3 separate regions of the Mus musculus genome follow, and all the other regions are linked to region 1. A link is a contact called in public Hi-C and HiChIP or PLAC-seq data. All regions are on one chromosome and are shown on one strand. Each heading gives the region's core, a stretch centred on a gene start, on an enhancer-like site or on the middle of the called end of the contact. The rest is flanking DNA. Distances are from core to core; before and after follow the strand shown. Region 1 holds the start of Gpr3 (G-protein coupled receptor 3). Region 2 has its middle 9.5 kb from the start of Gm42322. Region 3 overlaps Ahdc1 (AT hook, DNA binding motif, containing 1).

Region 1 (3,206 bases), core at 415-2,914:
GCCCCATCTAGCCTGGTCCCACAAAGGCAGAGCCTCCTGTGACCACTCTTCATTTTCTTTGTGCCCTCCTGTGTTTCCCTGACATCCTCTACTGGCCAGATACACCACTGACAGCCAATATACAGCCCCGTGCTGCTAACGGGCCAACTGCCCCCAGCAGTCCCCAGCCGTTTAGACATGAAAAAACAGCTTCAGAGAGCCTAACAGGGCCTCAAAGTCACAGGGTTCGGAAGCGTGGATTAGGCTTGGAGGCCTGACCTCCTCCACCAGCTGAACTCCCCATATCCCGCCCAAACCCTGCCAGTCTCCAGCCCATGCTCTGTCATCTCTGTGAGGCTATGACGCATTCCCTGACTCCTGGCCTCCTTCCTTTCCTCAGCCTCAGACCGACATCCGACCCCTGACTCCCATCACCCTCCTAAAGTCTTGAACATTCCAGAGACGATCAAAGGGAGAAAGGACAGTACTGGTGCCTAGGGTTAGATCTGATGGGGCATTTCCCTAGGGATGGCGCAGGCAGGTCTAGTAAAGAGCAAGTTTTCTTTCTGCCCCACCCCCTGGGGTACCTAAGCCGGTGCTCAGGAAGGCTGCTCTGAGCACGGAGCTGCCGAGTCCTTCTGCTTCCAAGTTCTTCCCGGCTCCCTATCTCCTGCTGCTTCGGGGAAGTGACCACCCCCGCCCCCCCCCAGCCCTCGCTCTGGCTTTTCAGATCCTTGAATAAATAATTGAGGTTTTGAAATCTTGCCAGGCGCACCCTCCCATGCAGAGAGGACGCTATTGGGTCCACATGAGTGACGTCACCCAGCTCCTTATTCCAACCCCAACATCACGGGACCTGTCCTGACAGCAACTTACCTGCTGGGTCGCTGTCCAGTCAGACTTCCTACCCTGTTCCCTCACTCTGGGGCCCACACACAAGTCATTTGGTCTTTACTTCAGGACCCCACAGCTCTCATTTAGCTTCGTCACCTCAGTCCTTTATAGCACTTAACAGGGTCACAGTGACCTGAAGTTCCTTCACCTGCACACTCATCTCCAAAGCCTTGTCACCACTTCTGTTACCCTAGGGTCCCCGAGCTCCATCATGCTGCAGTCATCCTGACAATGCTGTGGCTGTCCTGAGGAGGCCTACACCCCGCTACCGTCAACGTCCCACAGCCGCCATCCTCCAAGATCCTGTCACCGTGCTCATATCGTCACAGCCACCCACCTCCCTGCTCCCTCGTGCTCCTGTCACCGTCGCCTCGGGGCCCTATCAGAGGCAGAGCCTGTCATCCTCACCGGGGACGCCCATTTCGCTCCATCACCTGTCTTATGTCAGCTCGTTTCTGCCACCGAAGGTACTCATCACCCCCGCAGACTATCCCAATCCCTTGACCTCTTCCCACATCCTCTGTGACCTCCCCGAGTCTCTTTTAAGGCTCTCCCACTAGTGTCCCCAAAACCCCCGACCCGCAGAGGGCGCCGCGTCAAGGACAGAGAGCCGGCTCCGGAGGGGGCGGGGCCGCGGCCACGGTCACTTTTTATGAATGGGGGAGCGGGCGGCGCGAGGCCTCATTACTATGCCGCGCAGCACGCGCTGCGCTCCAGCGCGCAGCGCCCATTGGCCTGCTGGGCTTCTGGCGTCACCAAACCGGTGGCCGGGGGCGGGGCGGGGCGGGGTGACTCACGCCGCGTCTCCCGCGGCCGCGGGGGCTTCTTGGGGTCCGCGCACACCTTGCTCTGCCAGAACCTGAGTGGAGGCGCCCCGCGGCCCGGCCGCACCCGGTCCTGAGCCACCGGTGAGTAGTGGGCCCTGCCGCGGGTACCCGGAGTCTGGGAGGACACAGCGTGCAGGGGCGCCGGGCCGGCGGAAGGCTGCTTGCCCCTGCTCAGGGTCGGGGGGTCGTACCTGGGACTCTGGATGTGCAGAGTCTGCATAAGCAGGCAGCTCCCCAAGTGTTCGGGTGCTCTCGAGTGGTATGATGGGGTGACCCGGCAAAGGGTGAGCATTCCTGCGGGACCTGAGGCCCTAGAGGGACGGGCGGTCATCTGAGGTTGGGAGAACAGGAGGCGTCTGGGGCGGGCACCTAGACGTCCGAGTAGCGGGTGGTGTCTTATTTGGGGCTTCGGCTATCCAAGGCAGGAGGCGGAGTCAGGCCCAAGATCCAGGTGTCCGGGCAGAAGGAGGGGTCTGACTCAGGAATCCGGCTTTCACCAGGGGGTGTCTGCTACGGAGACCCAGTGGTTAGGAGGAAGAAGGGGGCAGTGTGTGTGGGGTGTCTGTCCGGAGTCAGAAGTCTGGGAGAGTGTAGGGGAAATGAGTTCCCAGGTGTTACCCTGGGAATGTCGAGTGGGGGCTGGCAAGAAGCTGCACCGGCTTTGCCTGGGGGCGGAGCTTGAGGCTGGCAGTGCCCATGAATCGTGAGGGGTCTGGGAGCTTCAGGAACCAAGTCATCGTGTCTGGTGGGAGGGAGCTGACTGCTCTTCTTCTTGACGTGTTTCCCTCCCCTATTCATGAGCCTATTGAGGGCACACCTTGAATCCTGTGCTTCCCCTATTCACTTATGGTAAGCTTTGATTCACTTCTTTGACCACGTGTGGCCAAGAGGTCTTCAGGACTTAGAGGAATGGAGGGGAGGGTGAAGGGACACAGAAAAGGGATCACCGAGAAAAAGGGACCCCTGTTTAGAGGCCTGGAGGCATCAGAGGACAAAAACCACAGGACATGAATTGGGGGTGTGGGGTGTGCAGGACATCCGTACCCTACCTGTTATCCTGACAGCTTTCTTTTCTCGAAGGGCCTCCTGTCAGGATACGGGCCTGCCAGCATCTCATAGGACCTTTCTTCTACAGGTACCATGATGTGGGGAGCAGGAAGCTCTATGGCCTGGTTCTCAGCTGGCTCAGGCAGTGTGAACGTGAGCAGCGTGGACCCAGTAGAGGAACCCACAGGCCCAGCTACACTGCTGCCCTCTCCCAGGGCCTGGGATGTGGTGCTGTGCATCTCAGGCACCCTGGTGTCCTGCGAGAACGCGCTGGTGGTGGCCATCATTGTGGGCACTCCTGCCTTCCGCGCCCCCATGTTCCTGCTGGTGGGTAGCTTGGCCGTAGCAGACCTGCTGGCAGGCCTGGGCCTGGTCCTGCACTTTGCGGCTGACTTCTGCATTGGCTCACCAGAGATGAGCTTGATGCTGGTCGGCGTGCTAGCAATGGCCTTCACTGCC
Region 2 (3,206 bases), core at 225-2,724, 240 kb before region 1:
TGGCCTTTTATATGTGTGTCTGAGGCAGGAGGATCTCAAATGGAGTTCAGCTTCAGCTGCATATGAAGATCTTTTTTCAACAAAACAAAACAACTTAGGAGTAGCCAGTGCTCCTAACTGCCTGGCCATCTGGCCATCTCTCTGTGACCCTTTCTTTCTTTTCTTTCCTTTTTTTTTTTTTTTTTTTTTTTTTGAGACAGGGTTTCTCTGTGTAGCCCTGGCTGTCCTGGAACTCACTCTGTAGTCCCGGCTGCCTCTGCCTCCCAAGTGCTAGGATTAAAGGTGTGCGCCACCACACCTGGCTTTCTTTCTTTTCAGTTTTGTGAGACAGAATCTTATGTACCCCAGGCTAGCCTCAAATTCCCTTCTTAGCTGAGGATGACCTCGAACTCCCATGCCTTCTGCTTTGACCTCCAAATTCTGAGATTACAGGTGTGTGTCACGACACCTGTATTAAAACAAACATAATTTCCAATAAGGTTAACTCAAAACCCTTATACAAATAAAACAGTGAGCCCATGCCAAAGACTTTTGTGAATTTGCTCGTTAATAAGGAGCCAGAAAGACAATGTGATAATTTTAAATGTGAACTTGACCTTTCCAATAAGTGTTATTTCTCCTAAAGAGGAGTCGTTTAAATTGTTATCTATCTATCCATCCATGAAAACAAGGTTTCTCCATGTAGTCTTATCTGTCCTAGAACTCACTCTGTAGACCAGGCTGGCTTCGAACTCAGAGATCTGTCTGCCTCTGCCTCCCAAGTGCTGGGATTAAAGGTGTGTGCAACCATCTCCTGGCACATTACGATTTAAAAAAAAAAAAGGTTTTTCTGTGTGTGTGTGTGTGTGTGTGTGTGTGTGTGTTATGTGTAGGAATGTATGACGTGCCAGTGGAGACCAGAAGGGGGCAGGCAGCAGATTCCCTGGAAGTGGAGCTACAGGTAGTGGGAGCTGCCCATAAGTGCTGGGAAACAATTTCTGGTCCTCTCCAGGACTATCCAGTGCTCTTAACAGCTAACCCATCCACCCTCTCTATCCACCATAGGTTTTCCATAAGTTGGTTTTATCCCTACACAGTTATAGAGTCAGCCAACCCAGAGCACACCCCCTCCTCTAGAGAATGAAGCATTGAAGGTCACTAATGTTCAACCTTTCTCCAGGAGAACAGGCACCGGGAGACCTTTTTGCCTGTTGCAAGGCGTATGACTGTTTTATTTTTGCTTTAGGAATAGCCTCACTATGTAGCCTAGGCTGGCCTTGAAATCATGATCCCTCCTGATTTTACCTCCCAAGGGTTGGGATTATAGGCACACACCACAACACCCCCTTCTTTCGTTTGTTGTTTATGTTGGCTGACCCTCAGGAGGGTCAGGATGAATCAAGCACTAGTTATTTTTTAGTGGGACAGGTCATTTGAAGGGAGTCCCCTTCCCCATTCAGGCAACAAACTTTCAATTCTGGCCACAGTCAGTATCAGCCAGCAGGTGGCGCTCTGACAGATGCTCGGCTGTTGCGGTTGGAATTCATGCAGTGGTACCTCGTGAGCCCACCTAAATTTTGACCCTTGCTGACCTCCACGAGTCTGGTTGCATGACTGCAGAATGACGCAGGGCCACGAATCTGACTGATCACGGACTCAGTCATTCTTTTAAGTACCAGAAACATGCAGATGGACGTGTCACATTTTCCGTGTTCTCCGTGCCCTCAGCTCCTGCCTGCGCTTCCCTAGAGAGAGCAGGTGCCCACTCGCTGCAAGTGGCTGAATTCTGTCATCTCACCGTGTTACACACTCCCCCTCCACCTGCCTCCTTGCGGTCTCTCTTTCTGGAAAATTCTCATTGGAGGTTGACTAACAGACTTTAATTCCATAACCTCCCTCAAGCCCTCCTGACTTCACAGGTATTAAGTAGCTTCCTCTCCCCTTCCTCAAGGGCTGTCCAGACTGTGGGAGATGCCCTCACTACATTGGCCCACAACTCACAGACATGGCAATATTGCCTCCTGCCTAGCTTTCCCAGTGCTGGGATTGCAGGCGTGAGCTATCACGTCTGAGGTCAGAAGATGGCTGGAATGTTCCTTGTGTCTCACCATCTGCTTGCCCTGTCCTGTCCTTGAACTTCCTCTGAGCTCCACAGCATGAAAAATTAGCTCCTCGGGATCTGCCCAGCTTCCCAGAGGCTGCAGGAACATCTCAGACTCCACCCACCTCAATTTAGCAGGCAGAGTGTACTGGAGTAAAATGCCTTCCTCAGCCAGCCCAGGGATGGGGGCACCAACAGGGGCAGTGGGCGGCCATCATTGAAGGGCTCTCTAACAGGCCCAATCATGGCAAACATGGCGCTGTCTGCTTTGGCCCTTCCCTCTGCCTTGCTAAACCACGAGATTACATTCCTAAAGCTTGCCCCCAAGGTCTATTCCCTTATTTAGCCACCTATTCATTCTTGAGACTAAACACCAAGGCCCAGCTATCAACATTCATTTTTTGCCTACACCAGCTAAGCTGTCCAATCAGGTCTTAGCACAGACTTCCCCTTCCCTCATTAAAAACTATTTCTGCAGACACACCTGCTACTGCCGTGGTCTGATCCAGAGGCGGCACGCCCCTTGCTTGTCCCTCTGGGGTAATAAACTTCCTTTGTGCTGAGAATTTGGTGTCTGGGTGTGTTCCCTAGCGACTCTAACACACACACACACACACACACACAATCACAAGATGAGGTCTGTGATGGGGTCCTCACAGGGTCTGAGGATAGCTGTGGAGTGCGGTCTTCCTAAAGGAGGCACTAGTTCCCTGGGGGGACTGGACAGGGCTTTCCCACCATGGAGACGGAGTGAGTTAGGGCGAGTCCCACCCCCAGTGCTGTGGCCGAGCCTCAGGAATTTCCCAAAGGGAGAATGGCTAGTGGGGAAACGAGTGGAATAATTTGGGAAGGGAAGCTCTGGGCGAGAGGAAGGTAATGTCTCTAAGAACTCTTAGGAAGAAAGGCCCAATGGAACAGAGCGGGTGAGCGTGAAGCGTTCAGGTGGAGTGGGTCATGCACTCAGGTAGCTGAGGCAGGAGAATTGCTGTAAGTCTGAGGTCAACCTGAGCTACATAATGAGTTCCACACCGGGTTATAGATTTAGAGTCTGTTTAAGTGTGCGCGCACACACCAAAACAAAATAAGACTTATGGAGGATCAGGAAGTAGGCAGGAGACAAAGAATC
Region 3 (3,206 bases), core at 365-2,864, 130 kb after region 1:
GGTGTGTTTGTGACACCCTTATGGGAATACACTCTCTCCCTTTCCCACGTGGGTTTCAGGGACAGAGCTCAGGTTGTCCCGTTTGCCACTAGGCATCCCTTTACCTGGTAAGTCATCTGGCCACCTCTGCCTCCTCCATTTTTGTTTTTTTTGAGACAGGGTTTCTCTGTGTAGCCTTGGCTGTACTGGAACTGACTCGCCTCTGCCTCTGCAGCGCAGGAATTGAGGGTGTGCACCACCACCACCTGGCTGTTGGTTTTTTAAAGACAGCATTGCTAAATTGCCTACCTGGCTTTGAATTTACTGTTTAGGCCTTAAACCTGAGATCCTCCCTCCTGCCTCAGCCTCCGGAGTAGCTGCAATGAAAGGTCTGAGGCACCAGGCCCAGCTAGGAACCGTTTTGATGTGTTCTGAAACCCAGGTGTGTACAGTACCTTGGCTTTGGTGATGCTCCAACCTCTGAAAATAGAATAAACTTTGTGACTTCCATCAGTGGCTCACTTACCTGGGGAGCGTTTCTTCTGGCTCTTTCCTCAGCAATTCTAGGGCCTGACAAACTTTCCATCCCCAAAACTATCACATCTGGTCTCTGAAGTACCTTGGAGTCCTTACCCCTTACTAAGCAGTAAGCCTACCCACCCGGATTCCCCTCCCCGCTTTTGTCCCACTGAAGATCAAGGTTTGCAAGAGCTAGGCAGAAGCTCTACCGTGGAGCTAACATCCTCAGCCCCGTACCTCTTTCCCTCTCCTTTCATCTCTCATGGGGCACTAGATTATCACCAAGCCCCTCCCCTTTGCCCTCTGTCCTCCAAGCCTCTGCTGTTATCATCTCTTTAAGCTCCTACTTCCTTCATGGTCTCTCCACCCTAGCTCCTTAACTGTATACACACACAGCCCTTCACTACCTTTCCTCCCCTTAAGATCCATCTTGTGCTGAGAGCAGCAACTCCTTCTACTGCATAATCCACCCCCCACCATTCCTCTGAGCAACCCCCCAAGACCCCTACCAGGCCTTACCCTCAAACTGAACCCTGACTGCCAGAGATACCAACTTAGCCCAGCCCCCTTCATCTGCCAGCTCCACCCGGCTAAGACTCCCCTTTCTGCCCCTCAGCAGCCAGTCAACGTACAGTTCTCTTGAGGCTGCAAACAGGCTTCTTTTGAGTTGGTCTATCCCAGCTGTCCTGCCTGGGGTGTTTGGTTTTTGCTGTAGGAAACTGAACCTAGGGAATTGCTTGTGCCTGGTAGGCAAGCATTCTGTCGCTGACCCACTGCACCCAGCTCCCCTACCGCACAGCTCCATGGCACTCTGATGCTCTGCCCCTTGTTATCACCTTTCTCACCACTCAGACAGAACACTTCCATTCTGCTCTCTCAAACTCATGTGTCTACTGAGTTAGACCTACCTGGACTTCCTCCTCCTGCCTCCTCTTCCCACCTCTGGCCTTCGCAAGTCTTTCCTGCTTCAGAAATCACTCACAGTTCTGTCACCACCCTAGGCGTGGCTTCTTAAAAAGCTTTCTCCTGTGGAAAGCCCCTTCCCTGACCTGACCTCTTAGCAGGTCTTGCTGCTTCCTGCCCCCACTGGCAGCTCCACGGGAGACTGTCAGCTTGAGAGTGGTGTCACCTCCCCAAAACAGGCAGGAAGAGTAGGTAGGCCAAGGTCTACACGGTGAGGCTGTGTGGAGGGGGCCGTGTAGCAGATGGCTTTCACATCCAGCAGAAGATGCAGTTTTCAGGGGTTGTGACCTGTGAATCCTTCTGCCTCTTCCAGGCAGGGGTAGCCAGAAGGTGGGGGCATGTTTGCCTCTCAGCGGGATCCTCCCATGACCCCAAGTCATGGGCCTTGTTGCTAGGGGCAGAGAGGCTAAGTCACATGGAACGTGGCCTGGTATCACTGGGAGTGTCATCGAGGAAGAGAAGCAGGGGAGAAGCGCTCAGCAGAGCTTCACTGTGAAGTGGGTCATGGGAAAACATGCTTCTGAAAACCCTACAAGAAACTCTGTGGAATGAAGGAATGGCGAGCCAGGCCTGCCATGCTCAGGGAGTGAGAAGTAACCAGCCTTCCGGTCCGGGAGGCTGACAGTTAGTTCTTCTGTTAATCTAGGCTGGGAAGAAACAGTAGCATTTAGAATTGCAGGAAGGGACAATGAAGTGACTGGTCATACCTTAGGTCCTACAAAAGCACATGGGTATGTTAACAGTAAATGAGCAGACTGGGGCTGGAGATAGGGAGACTTGGTATGGACAGAAGTGGGGACTACTCAAGTTGTGCCTGGAAGTCACATCACTCCAGTCCTACAAGATTTGTGGATCATTTCAAAGATTGATATTGCTGGGTGTAGTGGCACATGCCTGTAATCCCAGCTCTCGAAGGATGAAGGCAGGCGGGTCTGAGTCTGATCACATAGAGACACCTAACTCAGTAAAATGAAGACTGGCCTCATAGAATCCCGATTGAGCCCTGGGGCCTAATGGCCAGAGCCAGGACAAAGGAAGAGATTTAGGGGCAGTGCTCTGGGACCTGAGGTGGGATGAGGGCACCAAAAGGAAGAAGATGGACACGGAGCTTACCATGGGGCTCCTCAGGGGACGGAAAGTGGCTCTGGGGGGCCACAGGATGTAGGACAGAAATGGGGACGTGTCAAGCAATGGCTCTGTTGGTGAGAACACTTACTGCTCTTGCAGAGGACATGGATTTGAGTCCCTGCATCTAAATGACAGTGTGTAACTATCTGTAACTGGGGATCCCATGCCCTTTTCTGACCTTCAAGGTCACCAAGCTCACATGCCGTGCACAAACATAGATTCAGGCAAAACATTGGTACACATAAATAAAATAAACAAATCTTTAAAGCTCTAAGCAGTGGGATGGGAGTGCTTAGAGGCAGGGGAGCAGAGGCTGCAGGGAGGGAGATGACACTCAAACACAGGCAGGTGGCAGGACTCAGAGGCAGGGAACCCAGGAACATCCTGAGGTCTCAACTCCTCTCAGAAGGACCAGTGGCTGTTGTCCCCAGTTTTACAAGACACAAGGTTTTTTTTTTTTTTTTTTTTTTTTTTTTTTTTTTTTTTTTTGCTTTTTTTCATTTCTTTTTAATACAAACTTGGATCTTTGGGTGTGTCCTGCCAACAAAAAACAACAACAACAACAGAAGAGAAAACCCAAGAGTGAAAAAGAAAAAAAGAAAAAAGAAAAAAAAAAA

Evidence for each region. Hi-C and Micro-C count contacts between places; a contact is called where the count stands out from the background. HiChIP or PLAC-seq counts read pairs in DNA pulled down with a chosen protein or histone mark.
Region 2: a contact with region 1 is called in a Hi-C map of embryonic stem cells, with 3 times the contacts expected there. The contact joins the enhancer-like site here to the promoter of Gpr3 in region 1. A contact is called at or near these places in 10 of 39 promoter capture datasets (the 3T3-L1 cell line, the C10 cell line, the SN4741 cell line and 7 more), 2 of 15 datasets of contacts at CTCF or cohesin (embryonic stem cells and large pre-B cells), 44 of 484 Hi-C or Micro-C datasets (B cells, the Ba/F3 cell line, the G1E-ER4 cell line and 24 more), 9 of 115 datasets of contacts at active chromatin or transcription factors (bone marrow-derived dendritic cells, bone marrow-derived macrophages, embryonic stem cells and 3 more) and 2 of 9 other capture datasets (liver and macrophages).
Region 3: a contact with region 1 is called in an H3K27ac HiChIP or PLAC-seq map of double positive thymocytes, with 4 times the contacts expected there. The contact joins the enhancer-like site here to the promoter of Gpr3 in region 1. A contact is called at or near these places in 14 of 39 promoter capture datasets (the 3T3-L1 cell line, the HPC-7 cell line, HPC-7-derived erythroid cells and 7 more), 1 of 15 datasets of contacts at CTCF or cohesin (embryonic stem cells), 11 of 484 Hi-C or Micro-C datasets (the AML12 cell line, bone marrow-derived macrophages, cerebellar granule neurons and 6 more), 9 of 115 datasets of contacts at active chromatin or transcription factors (bone marrow-derived macrophages, craniofacial prominence, double positive thymocytes and 4 more) and 3 of 9 other capture datasets (adipose tissue, liver and pancreatic islet).

The regions. Positions count from the first base shown.
Region 1 is chr4:133,210,994-133,214,199 of GRCm38.p6, reverse strand. Gpr3 (G-protein coupled receptor 3) reads left to right here and starts at 1,664. Exons shown (of 2, transcript NM_008154.3): 1 at 1,664-1,781; 2 at 2,836-3,206. The coding sequence starts at 2,841.
Region 2 is chr4:133,448,244-133,451,449 of GRCm38.p6, reverse strand. No RefSeq gene overlaps it. Among named protein-coding and RNA genes, the nearest start is that of Gm42322, 9.5 kb to the right of the region's middle. Within about 2 kb of position 1,474, at least 34 of the 459 cell types and tissues checked have an H3K27ac peak or open chromatin away from gene starts, as enhancers often do. A contact at or near this core is called in the HL-1 cell line, embryonic stem cells and pro-B cells, where this site is marked.
Region 3 is chr4:133,077,494-133,080,699 of GRCm38.p6, reverse strand. Ahdc1 (AT hook, DNA binding motif, containing 1) reads right to left here. Exons shown (of 7, transcript NM_146155.3): 7 at 2,590-3,206. Among named protein-coding and RNA genes, the nearest start is that of Gm26615, 4.3 kb to the left of the region's middle. Within about 2 kb of position 1,614, at least 39 of the 459 cell types and tissues checked have an H3K27ac peak or open chromatin away from gene starts, as enhancers often do. A contact at or near this core is called in double positive thymocytes, where this site is marked.